5 separate regions of the Mus musculus genome follow, and regions 2, 3, 4 and 5 are each linked to region 1. A link is a contact called in public capture Hi-C and promoter capture Hi-C data. All regions are on one chromosome and are shown on one strand. The core of a region is the stretch at or near the end of the contact, and the rest is flanking DNA. Distances in the headings are between cores, read along the strand shown. Region 1 holds the start of Rab22a (RAB22A, member RAS oncogene family). Region 2 holds the start of Cass4 (Cas scaffolding protein family member 4). Region 3 has its middle 8.5 kb from the start of Gm30537. Region 4 holds the start of Edn3 (endothelin 3). Region 5 overlaps Zfp831 (zinc finger protein 831).

Region 1 (2,588 bases), core at 27-2,526:
TGACACTAGGACCTCCGGAAAGACCTACGACGGCCTAGTGCTACAGGACTGCGATCTTAGCAAATCTGGGAGGCAGAGGCAGGAGGGTTCCAAGTTCAAGGCCTGCTGAGGCTGAGATTTCAAGGCTATCCTGGGCAACTTCTGGAGATCCTGCTAAAAAAATAGAAGCAAGCAAACTGGGGACACACAACTCAGTGGCGGGACTTGCCTAGGATGTACAAGGTTTAGGTTTAGTCTCTAAGACTGAACTCCTGCTCCCTCCCAAAGTAAAAAGGCCTCTTCAATGCCTGTCCTGTGTGAAAGGTGACTGGACTCACTGGCCTTTTAACATATACCAGTAAAACTATGCGCTCCCAAGTTGCGGAGTAATCGGGATGAACCCTAGCCCCACCCTGCTAAGGGGCAAAAACCATGTAGTTATTGGAATTTTTTTTTTTTCAGTCATTAAAACAGAAACTCAGGAAGGAGATCATTAGAAGGCTCTGAAAAGGCCAAACTACTGTGAGAGGACCGGAAGCTGAACCTTCAAAGTCCTGGTAACTCCTCCCTGTTCTAGTGAAGAGTGAACTTTAATGGAAAGTAACTCTTGCAGAAGTGTCAAAGACGTCCCAAAAGTTCAAAACCATCCCACATTGCTGAAAGGAGGCCAAGTGTGCGCATAAAACCCAAAGCCCTGCTGGGGAGGGTTAACTTTCAGAAACTTGTCTAACTTTAAAGGTGTCCCTCGCAAAGTTGGAAGGAAACTACCTGTGGGCTACTTCACTGTGGGATGGAAAGAGGGCGTCGCTCCGGGGCGCCGGGGGCCACCCTGACACCTGGGGGCCTTGGGTGGGGCACAGCCTGCTGGTCCCGCCGCCCTAAGGGGTCTGTGGGGGGCTGCGTCCCGCGCTGAGCGTAAAGGGGTGCAAGGGGCCCTGGAGTGCCGGGGCCCGCCCGCCCGGCCTCCGCGACCCTCCGGACCCCGCCCGCTGCAACTTACCCCGAGCAGGCACACTTTAAGTTCCCTCAGCGCCATGGCCCGGGAACCAGGGGTGCGGGCCCGCCGCCGCCCTAAGTTGAGGAGGGAGAGGCCCGGCCCAGCACCAGCATCCCCCGGCGCCGCCGCCTCACCGCCAAGTCCCGGCCGAGCACTCCGGGCGGCCGTGCGTCCGCCGCCGCCCTCCGGTCCGGCCGACCCCGTCACTTGTCCGGCGGAGTCACCTCAACAGCCGGGACACCGCCTTGGCCTCCCGGGCGCTACCGCCGCCGCCATCTTGGGACGCCAGCTGGGTCACCTGACCTCCCCGCCCACTTCGGCAGCCACCTTCTCCGCGAGGGCGGGGCGGCCGGCTCGCAGCTCACAGGCGGGTGGGCGGAGCACCAATGGGCGGAGCCTCAGCGTCGCCCCACCCTCCAGCTCCGCCTCAGCCCCATCTTCTCTAAGGAGTGGGCGGGGCGGGATGGGGCGTAATCTTGAAGCTACCACGCCTCTAGCTCCACCTTCCACCCGTCCCAAGATGGCGGCGGGTGAGTGAGGCCAGGCTGGTGGGCGGAGCGCGAGGGATGGGCGTGGCCTCTGGGCTCGCCCCCGCCTCCAGCCCCGCCCTCTGGCACATCCTAAGATGGCGGGTGAGTGGGGTCTAGGCTCAGGGGTCTCCGACGGCTCCCCTTCCCCTCCCCGAGAGCCCCCCTCACCCCACCTCCGCACGAGCCCGGGACTCGCCGCCCGCGCAGCCCCGTGTAGCTCCTTGTGTGTCTTTTGATTTTTTTTCAGAGATCCCTCTGTACTTTGTGGACTTGCAGGATGACTTAGAGGACTGTAAGTAACAGTTGGGGCGCCCCGCCCCTCCTTGGGTCCCTCCCAGAGGACTGTGGGGTGCACTTAGACGGGACAGGAGCCTCAGGTCGAGCCTATCTCGAGCCCGCTTCTTCTCAGGTGCCCTTCCCTCCTGGGCTAGGACTTGGGTCTGTTGGAAACTTTGTCTTCCTGTCACTTTCTCCTCTGGCTGCGCTAGGAGCTGTGAGAGGGAAAGCCAATCCCAACCTGGGAGGAACCTCCTTGGGTTCCTAGTTAGGGCTTGGGAGTGACGCCCTACTTGTGGGCCTGGCCAGCTCCATGTCTTCATGGAGCCCACTGCTTTCCATGTTTTGAGTGGGTCTCTTCCACTTGACCCTTCTCAGCCTCCACTTCTTCTCTGGAATTATTTTAAGAGACAGTAGCTGAGAGAGATGCCACCTTCGAAGTGCAAGTTCCAATTTGTGGCTAATGGACAAACGAAGCTTTGGCTTGTCTATCCAATATAGTTTTTCAGCGCCTACCTCTACTTGCTCGGGCCATTTGTTGGGCTTATGAATTTACAAAGATGAACTAGATCTCCCTCACAAGCCAGAGGGGAGCAGGAAAAAAAAAAAAAAAAAACCCAGGGAGGCTTGCTGGTGGTTGAGGTCAAATCACCTCAGATGACACAAATCACCACAGTCAACTGGGGCTTCCTGAGTCCCAGCCCTAGGAGTTACTTCTGTCCCCTTCCCTTCCCTACCTGAAACTCCCTGACAGGAGTTGATGTTGACTGAGAATGTTTGGTAGACCATTGCAGTGTTGAGCACAT
Region 2 (2,588 bases), core at 46-2,545, 1.3 Mb after region 1:
GAAAGAATAGGAGGGGACAGAAAAGCAACGACTGTGAGCTTCACTTTCCTTGTGATCTCTCCTCCTTCTCCCCAAGCCCCCGCATACAGTATGGGTGTGTGAAACCCAAAAGTTGATGTCACAATGTCCTTCTCCATCACCCACCCACTTTATTTGTGTGTGTGTGTGTGTGTGTGTGTGTGTGTGTGTGTGTGTGTGTGTGTGGAGTTGGAGTTGCTTGTCTTAGGGATGCTGGCCAGAGAACTACAGGGACCTTGCTGTCACCTCCTTGCCGTCTCTGGGGTTACAGGTACACGCTTTCATGCCTGTTTTTTTTGTTTGTTTTTGTTTTTTGTTTTTTGTTTTTTTATGTGGGTACTGGGTACTGAATTCAGGTCCTTATGCCTGTATTGCAAGTACCATCGTCACATCTCAGGCTCCAGTGCCCTTCTTGGGTTAGCAGTGTGCCATGCTATACATATGCTATAGGACCGTCTCTTGGTTCCTGGCCCAGACTTGCAGTTTGTACCAGAGTTCCAGTCCCCAGCGCCCAAAGGAACACGAAGGCAGTTCATGGGTGTCCTTATTGGAGTTAGCAAGAGTAGAGCCAAGGTCTAAGCTCTCTCTATTCAAGAGAAGTGAGTGCCCCAAGCCAGTCAGAATCCTTGAGAGCCACACTAAGCACCTTCAGGATGCAGAGAAAGAGAGAATGTTTAAGAAGTTTGCTGAGTGGTGAAGAGACACACAGTGGGGGCTTGGGCTGTCTGCCTCCTGCCGATTTCACCCCATCATTTCCAGTCATCTTGAAACCAACAACTGGTAAAGAGCAAAGCTTTCTCATTCCAAACCTGCCTGCCACTAATAACCTACCCTTCGTGTTCATTAGAGACCCAAAGATAAAAACAGTTGAGTCAACTGTTGCTCTCATGCACTCAGCCCCAATCAGTCACTCACCTTGGGCGCACCCTCTCTGATGCTGGTGCCTCTCATGGCTGTGATGTGAGCAGGGTCCTCGGAGTTCTGCCGCTGATATATCTGGTTCCAGGGACCAATGATGCAATATCACTGCATGCTGCTGGCTGGTTCCCAGGAGCTGGATTCTATGGAACTGTTTGCCAACACATGGAAACAGTCGAGATGATTCTTTCAAGTAAAGAGAGTCAAATGAAAGGAACGGGGGAGGCGGGGCCAGAGCTTCAGGCCACACCCACGCCTCCATGCCTGCTGTCCCACTTCATGGTAAGTGGAGGCTGACACTCCTTTGCTGTGTGAAACCACAAAAGAAGAAGAAGGAGAAAAAAAAAAAAAAAAAAAAACCCACCCTTCTGCTTTACAAGGTGAAGTTCCTACTTTGAGCAGCCCAGCGTAGGATCACACCGCATTCTTGTCCCTTGAAGACTAATGGAACAATTCCCACCCAGCGAGGCAACACATTTCCATGATGAAGCAAAGCTGCTGGACTTCCGCTGAGGGTCAGCATGTCTTCCTTCCTGTCCCCTGCGGTGTGACAGCTGGGGTAACAGGAGTAAACTGCCCTGCTCTGAACCCCACGTTTTCTACACCTTCACTCCAATTCTCCGTGGTTATATTTTAGCGGGCGCTGCTGAGAGCACCAGATACTGCCCCACACTTGGCTCTTTGTGTCAAGCGAGTGCTCTGAACTCATGAAGTGGAGTCCTCACGACTTCCCAAGTTTAAAGTTTCCCTCAACTCAGACCCAATATCCAGAGAGGAGCCACGGAGTACAAAAAAAAAAAAACCAAAAAACAAACAAAACCAAAACCAAAAACAAACAAACAAACAAACAACCCCAAAAAAACCAAACAAACAAATAAGAAAACAAAACAAAAACCCAAAACTAGCTTAGGCTTCATTTCATTTCAGCATAAGGGTCCCCTCTTCTAAGCAGCTCCTCCCAGCTCCCCTGGGATTCGATCTGTAGACCAGGCTGGCCTTAAACTCACCAAGACCCACCTATTTTTGCCTCCCAGGTGTGAGATTTAAAAAGCATGCCATAGCCAGACCACGGTGGCACTCTCCTTTGATACCAGCACTCCCAGAAAGCAGAGGCTGGCTAATCTCAGTGAGTTTAATGATAGCCTGACTTACAAAGTAAGTTTGGGGCCAGCCCCGAACTCAAAGTGGAAAAAAAAAGTAAATTTAAAAAAATTGAACCAGTGAGATGGTTCAGTGGGTGAAGCTGTCAGCTGCTAAGCTGAAAACTTGTTGGAGTTATTGGAATTACACGGTGGGAGAAGAGGACTCCTGCAAGCTGTCTTTCTGACCTCTGCATGCATACTGCCACTCGTGTGCATACTTCCCTCCCCAGATAAAATAAATGCAATCAAAACAAGCAAACAGATAGAATGCTGTCTCTATTTTAAATGGTCTTTAAGGAACCAGTGATCAGCAATCTGCAGGCGACAGTAGCGAAAGGGGGTGACAATGACTAGACAGGATGAACAGGCTCTAGACAAATGTAGAACCGGGCATGCTCCCACCCCCACATCTACAGTGCTGAGACAGGAGAACAGCTGCGACTTTAAGGCTGTTCTGGGCCACCTCAGAGTTCTAGGCCAGTCTGGACTACGGTGTGAATCTGTCTTAGC
Region 3 (2,588 bases), core at 38-2,537, 1.2 Mb before region 1:
CTCAGTTCCAGAGACTCTGTTGCTCTCTCCTGGCCTTCACAGGCTGCTGAATGCACATGGGGTACACATACCCAGGTGTGTGTGTTTGTGTATAAAATAAACAAATAGGTGTGTGTGTTTTTTTTTTTTTTAAAGAGTGTGTTCTTTCAAGCAAGGAGTTCTGTACTTGTCCATGAAGTCACAGGGTCATTCATTCTCCCACTGTTCTCAAAGCCAAGAAGGGACTTGTTGTATTCCCTAACCCCCTCCCCCATTTAATTTCAGCCTAATGTAATTGCTCGTTGCTATGGTTGGAGGTTGCTGCAATTTGTACTTGTATTAAATGCAAATTAACCCACTTATTGAGCCATCTCTTGCCTTTCAAGGGCCTGTGAGGGTGTCTGTCTTTCTGTAGCCTGGGGATTGACTCGAGCATGGCACGCTGGTCTGTGCTCACTGAACTTCTAACTTAGGCTTCCTTGAGTTGGCCTCCAGCTTTTGAGAAAGTACCGCGTGCAACTTTGGGGTCCTCCTGAGAAGGGCCGCTGACATTACTCTTGGCCAGAGTTGCCTTTCCAGGAGGGGAAGTCTTTGGGTTTCTCCCAAATGGTTCACGATGAGGTTTCGAGGCCTCTGAATGCAGCATCTGCTTGGGGGTGATCAGCTCCATGTGTTGGGATGCAGAAACCAAGGTGCTGCTGGCAGCCTCAGGACCCAGACGCAGAATAACATGGCCATGCCTAACCCTGGAGCCCTCCGGCATGCAGGGGAGGATTTGGCTGGCATGTCCATGCTAAGAATGAGCACCAGGAGATGGTTCTAACAATCGCAGGCAGTCTGCAGCCACCAACGCTGCCAGCACCTCCACCTCACCTGACGGCCTCCTTCCATTCTCTCTGAGTATCCAGCACTGGAGTGAATGAGGGCCACAGCTCTCAGCAATGAGGTCTCAGGAAAGAACAAAGCTGTTGTCTGTTTGCAGCCTAAGGTCAGCCCTAGATGACAGGCTCCTAGCATTCCTGCAGCTGTAGCCCACATACCCTTCCAGTATCTTGAAGCACACCAGGCTGCCTGCAACTCCAGCTTTTCCTGGAACTGATTCAGTTAATTGACGGCCCTAATCAGCGCTGTCTCAGGGGAACAAAAATCAAATTACAGTTGGGCCTAGGGCCTAACAAGCCCTGCTTTTGGGGGGGGGCACACAGCAGATGATCTCTTCCCTAGGGGGATTACTGAAGCGGTCAGCATGGGAGCCTCACCCTAGGACCAGTGTTTAGGGCCTTGAGATCTTGGCAACTGCAAACCCCAAAGCTGGCACACACACACACACACACACACACACACACACACACACACACACCCCGCTCCAGAACATATTTCATGGTAGAACATTCTGAAAAGACTTCACTAATCTTGCTTCCAATTATTCGTGATTTTACACACACATCCACAGGCACCACAAATTACTGTAATTTGTCCTCTGTTTTCTTATAATGTTTTAGCTTGCATTTGGAGACACATCTGTTTTGCTTAGTTAGCTGTGATGACTTAAACTTTATGACGAGGGAGTGCCTCGAAGCTTCCTAGTTGAAGTAATAGAACCTTCTAGAATGTAATCAAACATCTACTTATTCTACTTGGGCTGTTTTATGTTGATCTTTTATAGACTAGACATTTAGAGGCGTTAAGGAAAGTAGGCAGGCCTGGCACGAGGTCCCAAGGGACCGGTGGGTGTGCCCCAGCAATAAGGCCAGTCAGTCACTCTGGTACAGAATGAAACACAGTTTTGAGGAACTTAGCCTGGGTTCCTACCCCAGGCCGACACGGGGTGGGGGTGGGGAGCCAATGGACGGTGGGGGTGCCAGTGCCCAGCTCCAGCCAGCAAGCCTCCAGCCCCCACTAAGACCACTATACGTGCTCAGCTCCTTCAGGCGGAGACAAACCACATTGACAGAAAATAAATGTCAAAGCGAGAAAGAAAGAATACATCTGCCTTTTCTCACCAAAGCAGCTAATAGGAATTATGAAACAATCTAACGGTTTAATAATTAGATCCAGGGCACATGCGGTCTTCATTATGACAGCAAACACTTTTTAGTAACATGAGGGAGAACATGAAACTTAAAATAATTCTCGATAATTTAATTAAGGCCGTGCTTTCCCTTGGGAGCTGCCTTGCCAGAGAGGGGCAGATGAGAGGTGCAGATAACTCAGAAGCAGGTGCTGACACCTGCAAACACAGTGCCAGGGTGCCCATGGGAGCCAGGGGCACACACCCCTATCTGTTGTTCTTGTTTTGTTTGGAGGAGGAGAAATACACACTGGTACCCAAATGTGCTAATTTCACAAACCCAGCGGTGGCTGAGCAGGTCAGAACCCATAAACATTTTCCATTATCCCACCGCGCGCGCGAGGACTTGTATTCTTGCACTTCAGCTCTTTTGAGGTCATTGGACCATCCGTTAATTCTGAGGTTCCATGAAGCGAAATTAGTTTAATTTAGCTCAAATTTAAATTGGAAAACGTGCACCATGGTAAGGGCAGAAGAGGCTGCGAAAAGGCCAGCCCTTCTCCAGGAATGCATTTGTCCCTTCTTGCCTGTCCCCTAC
Region 4 (2,588 bases), core at 45-2,544, 1.1 Mb before region 1:
GGTGGGCTGAGGTCTGAGCAAAAACCCCTGAAGCCTTAGGCCTGGCACAGAGCCACACTCCTCCCCCAAACCCCTAGGCCAACTCACTCAGGAGTGTTAATCCAGATGATGTCCAGGTGGCAATAGTAGACACACTCCTTGTCCTTGTAAGTGAAGCACGTGCAGCGGCGAGGGCGGTGGTGTGCAGGCAGCCCCTTGTCCTCTTGTTTCCCAGACCTGCCTGGTGCCCGTTCCTGCCCAGCGCTTTCAGGCTGTGCAGGCAGTGCAACTGTTGGGGACACAATCCTCTCACCAGGGCCAGCCACAGTCTCTTCACAGCCCCTCTCTGATCCAGCTTCAGGGGGACCCTGGGACACACTGGCTCTGCCAGAGTCCCCAGACTGGGGGCAAGGCACAAGTCCTGCAGGAGGAGGATTGAAGGGCTCCTAAGCTGCTGACACAGAGTTCTTGGCACCCACTACCCCGCCCCCCAAACCAGAATGAGACTCAACCAAACTTCTGCAATGTCTGGAGGAGGCTGGTTGCATTTTCCCCAAGTCTCCAAACTAAGCCAAATGCCTTAAAAAGTTTACAAAGCTCCGTGCACATTCAGTAAAAACTTGAGAGTTATTGCAGTCCCTGTGAAATCTGAAAGCTATTTGTTCTTCACTGGGTAAAACTCAAAAAAATTTTTGTATAGTCTCTGAAAAGTGCCCAAAGAAAGTCTCCCAAACTGAAAACCCCCAGACCCAGTGGAAGTTATCGCTATGTCTTCAGGCCCTTCTACCCGCCCCTGGGAGACTTCAGGGTGTAAAGCCAGACTTATCAGCTTCCCCGCAACACAGACCCGCGCCTGGCTTCCTTTTGTGTGCACTCCCGCGTGGAGAGGAGCGCCGCCCCGCCCCTCCCGCTTACCTGCAGCGGAGGTCACTGTGAGCCCGAGAAGGAGCCACAGCCCCGGCTCCATGAACCCCGATCAGGCGCGGGAGCACCGGGCCTGGAGGGTGGCCGCTTGTGACCGCAAAAGGGTAGTGAGACTGGCTACAGCTTTCGAGTCCTGTCGCTGCCTGAGCTGCGCGTCCCGGCTCAGAGTTACTTGGCTGAGGCGGTCACGAACTTTCAGAGCGCGCTGCCCATCCCTGCGCAGGGCTGGCCGGCTGTGGCTCAGGCTTTTCTGGCTCCCGCACCACCCCCTTCGCCTCCCCGCCCCTCCGAGGGGCTGGAACTGCCGCGCTGGGCCTTTGAACCCGGGGCTCACGGGGGTCGCTTTGCAAGCGCAGGGGGGGAGCTGACCAGAGGCGCATTCGCCCCAGGCTTACCCAGGGGTAGAGAGAGGCGGGGACGCCGCGCTCCCCGTGGGTGGATGGGGTAGGGTGAAGGCCCGAACAGCTGCTTGAAGGCCACACTCTGCCGGTGCTCACACTGCTCACTTACACATAGACTCACACTTGAAACCCCCTGCCCAGCCCAAAGCAACCTCACCCCCACCCCAAGAGCACCAAGACCATGAAAGGGCTGCACAGAAGGGCTGCTGGCTTCTTGTTCCTTTGAAGTCAGTCTAAAGGAAAAGTTCTATTCACCAATGGTCTTACCCTTGCCGAGGGCCCTTGTGCCACGGCCCTGGGTGTACTTTACTCTTCTGATTCATGGGTGCCCGAGCCAGCTCCCTGACTCTGGAAGATCTAAGTGACAGGTGGGGCTGTAGGACCAGAGCAAAGTCACAAAGATTCCACTCAACGTGAGTTAGCGGTTTCGGGGGAGCCCTATTTCCTCACTGGCCCCTTTAGTGAGGGGCCTCTCTCCAAAAGTCATACAAGTGTTGCTTTTCAGGGCACTGCGGTAGTTTAATGAGTCTACAAACCTTTGACTATTGTCATAAAATGTGGGTTTCAAAGCCATTCCTCCCCCTGCCAATATTTCTAATGATTGGCATTCTAAAAAGTAGAATCCAAAGAGGTGGCCCAGGTGGCTCTCATGAGGCAAGCCATGAAAGGGGTACACTTGTCATTAGAAGAAGCCCCAACCAGTCAGGCAAAGTGGTCCCATGGGGAATCCTATGTGAAGGGAAACTGAGGCCTCACAGCAAATGAGAAAGCAGATGGTAAGTAGAAAGAGACTAATGCCCCTGCCTCCAAGGAGTCCAGCTAAAGGCCAGTTGGTTTGAACTGCTGTGTGTCGCAAGACACTTTAGACTGAAGGCTCATACACAGAAAGATACTGCTCCCAGTTCTGAGGTCTTGGACGTCCAAGTATGTCCGGTGTCTATCATGGCTCATGGATGGCTCTTCTTTAATGGTGGATTGTGGTAGAAGGCCACGGTGCTCCGGTTAGCTATTACCACCTGACACCTCCAAGGTGCCACCTCCTAACAATCATCTTGGATTTCACCAGGTCAAGAGAAGTATCTATTATTCTCTCTTTCCTTGCCATTAAAATACCCATCTGCCATCGTCGAGGGCACTGACAGCCCAGTTGTCTTCACTGGTCTCTGTGGGTGTGGCCAAAGCAAACACTGCCTGGATGGACGTGTGCCCTGGGTCTTCACTCCAGCTGAGATAAGGAAGGTTAAAGGTGGAGAATCAGGGTTAAGAGTAAAAGACACTGTACAG
Region 5 (2,588 bases), core at 63-2,562, 1.0 Mb before region 1:
GAGAGAGAGAGAGAGAGAGAGAGAGAGAGAGAGTTTGAATTACCATCATGTAAACACTGGAAGATCTATTTACTGTCAAATTCTAGATTTTTCTCATAGAGACCAGAGCTGGCTTTCTCCCTGTATAGGAGCTAAGATTACCCGGATGATAGTTTGGTTTTTGCATTTGTTTTGTTTTGTTTTGTTTTGTTTTGTTTTGTTTTGTTTTGTTGGGTTTTGTCCTTCCTTCCTTCCTTCCTTCCTTCCTTCCTTCCTTCCTTCCTTCCTTCCTTCCTTCCTCCCTCCCTCCCTCCCTCCCTCCCTCTTTCTTTCTCTCTCAGTTCTGAAGCAAAGCTCAGTCCTTAGCAGCAGGACTCAGGTGTGAGGGACCAGAGAATCTGAGTGCCGCATGCTACTGCCTCTTCTGGGCAGGCTGCAGCGCCCGCTCCTCTGTCTCTGATTTACATTTGTTTTTCTGAACGGCTTTTTTTTTCTTTTTCTTTTTCTTTCTTTCTTTCCTTCCATGTGCTTCCTAAAAACACGGTTCTGAGGGAGAGCTGGGGTGTTTTGAAGTTGGGAGGGTGGTTGCTGACCATATCCACGTTCCTTCTCACAGGGACCCTCACCCCATCCCCCGGTCTTCTCTTTTCCCATCTCTCACCCTGCTCTCTGCAATGCTCAGCTTCTCTGGGTCTCAGCCTCCTACGAGGCCCCTGCCTATACTCCTGTCCTTATTCCTCTGGGGGTCATCATTCTTCCTTCAGTACATCTGGGTGGCATTTACGTGAAAGCAGCAAAAAGGAACAAACAAGCAAGGGTCGCCTGCGTGCTCAGACTGTAAGCTTCGCCTGCTCTGCAGGGGTCCAGCCGAGGCTGGCAGTACAAACCCTGCTGGCGATTAGCCTGCTCCTGGTTTAGCCATTTGAACTTCAAAAAATATAAACTAAGACCCAGCAAGGTGTCCGGGTTCGGAGCAGACCCGGGGTGCAGTGGAGGGGGTCCAATCACCCGCCGGGGATCAGGTCCTGCCAGGTCCTGGGCAGCCTGCAGCTCCTGCTGCAGTCGGCGCTGGCTATTCCTCGCAGGCAGCTGTAGGGGGCGCCGTTGAAGCTTGGTAGACGATTTTCCAGCAAATACAGAGTCATGCTTCGCTTTTTTTTTTTTCCCCCGGATAATAAATCCACAGAGCTTGTTTTTAACCCCCACCAGAGGTTAAAGTAGTTTCATAAAAAGTTTTTGGTAAATTCATGGGTAACTTTTTGAGGTTATGTGAGGTTGTTGTCAAAAAAATAAAAAGAAAGGGAAAGAGAAAAACAGCTTTTAGCTGTTGTTCCCTCTCTGCTCATGTAAGACCAGAGTCACAGGAGGGCGGATGGGAGGGGGATTGGAGCTTGGTGTTTTTCCAGAACAGTCCATGCACAGCCGCAGCTCCCTAGTCCCCCCGGAAGCCTAGCGATGGGGCTGGGGGTCGTGGGTGGCTGCGTAGGGTCTGCTCTGCACCCCAGCCTGCAGCCACCTGCCAGACAGCTGCCCCCGAGTTCCTGCCGGCGCCGGGGATGCAGTGCTGCAGTCTTCTCGATTTTTCTACAGCTCCCAGCCCGCAGACCCCTGCCCAAAGCGAGTCAGGGTGTAGAGAGAGCTGGTCGGGGGTCTTTGCATGCATTTCCCGAGTGGCAGTCAGAGTAGGGGTTAAACGGATTAAGAAGTTTATCCAATTGATAGGGAAGGAGACTGGAGGAGGCAGAGGGAAACAGCGCAGTTAAGGGAGGGGGCGTCGCACATTAACTATGATTCAGAGACTCAAATGCACCGAGTTCGTTTTTCATCTGCCTTTAGCTAGAAGAGAAAAATAAGGAAATTATAGAAAATTGAGACGCTAACATCCCTAAGAGCACTGTGCGCCCGGGGGTGCTTTAATGAACACTTAATAATTTCAAATGTTCGTGCTCAGAGGTGGCTTTGTCCGTCTCCAGCATGTCAGGTGCCTCGTAGCCATCAAAAGCTAATGCCTTTGGGCTGGGACAAAAAAAACAAAAAACAAAACAAAACTGAAAGTTAAAAACAAACAAACAAACAACATTTTAAGAGTTTTAGCAGAGAGGGGGCTATCTAGGAACCTATCTTTTCATCCACTATGAACTTGGGCACGACTCCCTGCCAGTGAGGATGGGGAGGTGGGTAACCTTGGCAGCCACCTCTGACCCCAAAGGCCATATCGAAACTCAGGTGAGGAAAAACATTTGGCGGAAACCCTCAAATGCGGAAGCAGGAAGCTGCTTGTTGTTGGAGCTGATTCTCTGAGCTCCCTGCCAGCATCCAAGGTTGAGGTGAAGGCCAACAGGAGAGGGGAACCTTGTCTGGAGGTTGGGGACCTTAAGCAGAGCACCAGTGACTTTTTGAGCTCCCTCTGGAACATCCATCAGAGATGTACATGAAGCATAAATACCCTAGCCTTCTCTGTGTCGCACTAGGGACCCAGTCCCTGGCAGCGGAATGAGACTCCACAACTTCTGGCTCACTCCTGTGGCCTAAAGACATCTTCTCTAGATGTGGGGTGAAAACGGTAGCGCCCCCTACTGTTTGCTACCCTGGTCACACGCTACAGAGTA

The links. Promoter capture Hi-C pulls out the DNA fragments that hold promoters and counts their contacts. Capture Hi-C pulls out chosen DNA fragments and counts their contacts.
Region 2: a promoter capture Hi-C map of pre-B cells shows a contact between it and region 1, with 2.6 times the contacts expected there. The contact joins the promoter of Cass4 here to the promoter of Rab22a in region 1. A contact is called at or near these places in 1 of 39 promoter capture datasets (pre-B cells) and 1 of 9 other capture datasets (liver).
Region 3: a promoter capture Hi-C map of the HPC-7 cell line shows a contact between it and region 1, with 4 times the contacts expected there. The contact joins the enhancer-like site here to the promoter of Rab22a in region 1. A contact is called at or near these places in 4 of 39 promoter capture datasets (the C10 cell line, the HPC-7 cell line, hippocampal neurons and 1 more) and 1 of 9 other capture datasets (adipose tissue).
Region 4: a capture Hi-C map of embryonic stem cells shows a contact between it and region 1, with 5 times the contacts expected there. The contact joins the promoter of Edn3 here to the promoter of Rab22a in region 1. A contact is called at or near these places in 1 of 39 promoter capture datasets (liver) and 1 of 9 other capture datasets (embryonic stem cells).
Region 5: a promoter capture Hi-C map of hippocampal neurons shows a contact between it and region 1, with 5 times the contacts expected there. The contact joins the enhancer-like site here to the promoter of Rab22a in region 1. A contact is called at or near these places in 5 of 39 promoter capture datasets (the 3T3-L1 cell line, hippocampal neurons, liver and 2 more), 1 of 484 Hi-C or Micro-C datasets (adipose-derived mesenchymal stem cells) and 2 of 115 datasets of contacts at active chromatin or transcription factors (astrocytes and large pre-B cells).

What each region holds. Positions count from the first base shown.
Region 1 is chr2:173,658,533-173,661,120 of GRCm38.p6, reverse strand. Rab22a (RAB22A, member RAS oncogene family) reads right to left here and starts at 1,276. Exons shown (of 7, transcript NM_024436.3): 1 at 980-1,276. The coding sequence starts at 1,015. It also overlaps the pseudogene Ppp4r1l-ps.
Region 2 is chr2:172,392,351-172,394,938 of GRCm38.p6, reverse strand. Cass4 (Cas scaffolding protein family member 4) reads right to left here and starts at 1,295. Exons shown (of 7, transcript NM_001080820.3): 1 at 934-1,295. The coding sequence starts at 969.
Region 3 is chr2:174,870,575-174,873,162 of GRCm38.p6, reverse strand. No RefSeq gene overlaps it. Among named protein-coding and RNA genes, the nearest start is that of Gm30537, 8.5 kb to the left of the region's middle. Within about 2 kb of position 1,287, at least 44 of the 459 cell types and tissues checked have an H3K27ac peak or open chromatin away from gene starts, as enhancers often do. A contact at or near this core is called in the HPC-7 cell line, where this site is marked.
Region 4 is chr2:174,759,325-174,761,912 of GRCm38.p6, reverse strand. Edn3 (endothelin 3) reads right to left here and starts at 1,294. Exons shown (of 5, transcript NM_007903.5): 1 at 895-1,294; 2 at 88-400. The coding sequence starts at 946.
Region 5 is chr2:174,672,650-174,675,237 of GRCm38.p6, reverse strand. All of the region lies in intron 3 of Zfp831 (zinc finger protein 831), which reads right to left. Among named protein-coding and RNA genes, the nearest start is that of Zfp831, 30 kb to the right of the region's middle. Within about 2 kb of position 1,312, at least 105 of the 459 cell types and tissues checked have an H3K27ac peak or open chromatin away from gene starts, as enhancers often do. A contact at or near this core is called in hippocampal neurons and liver, where this site is marked.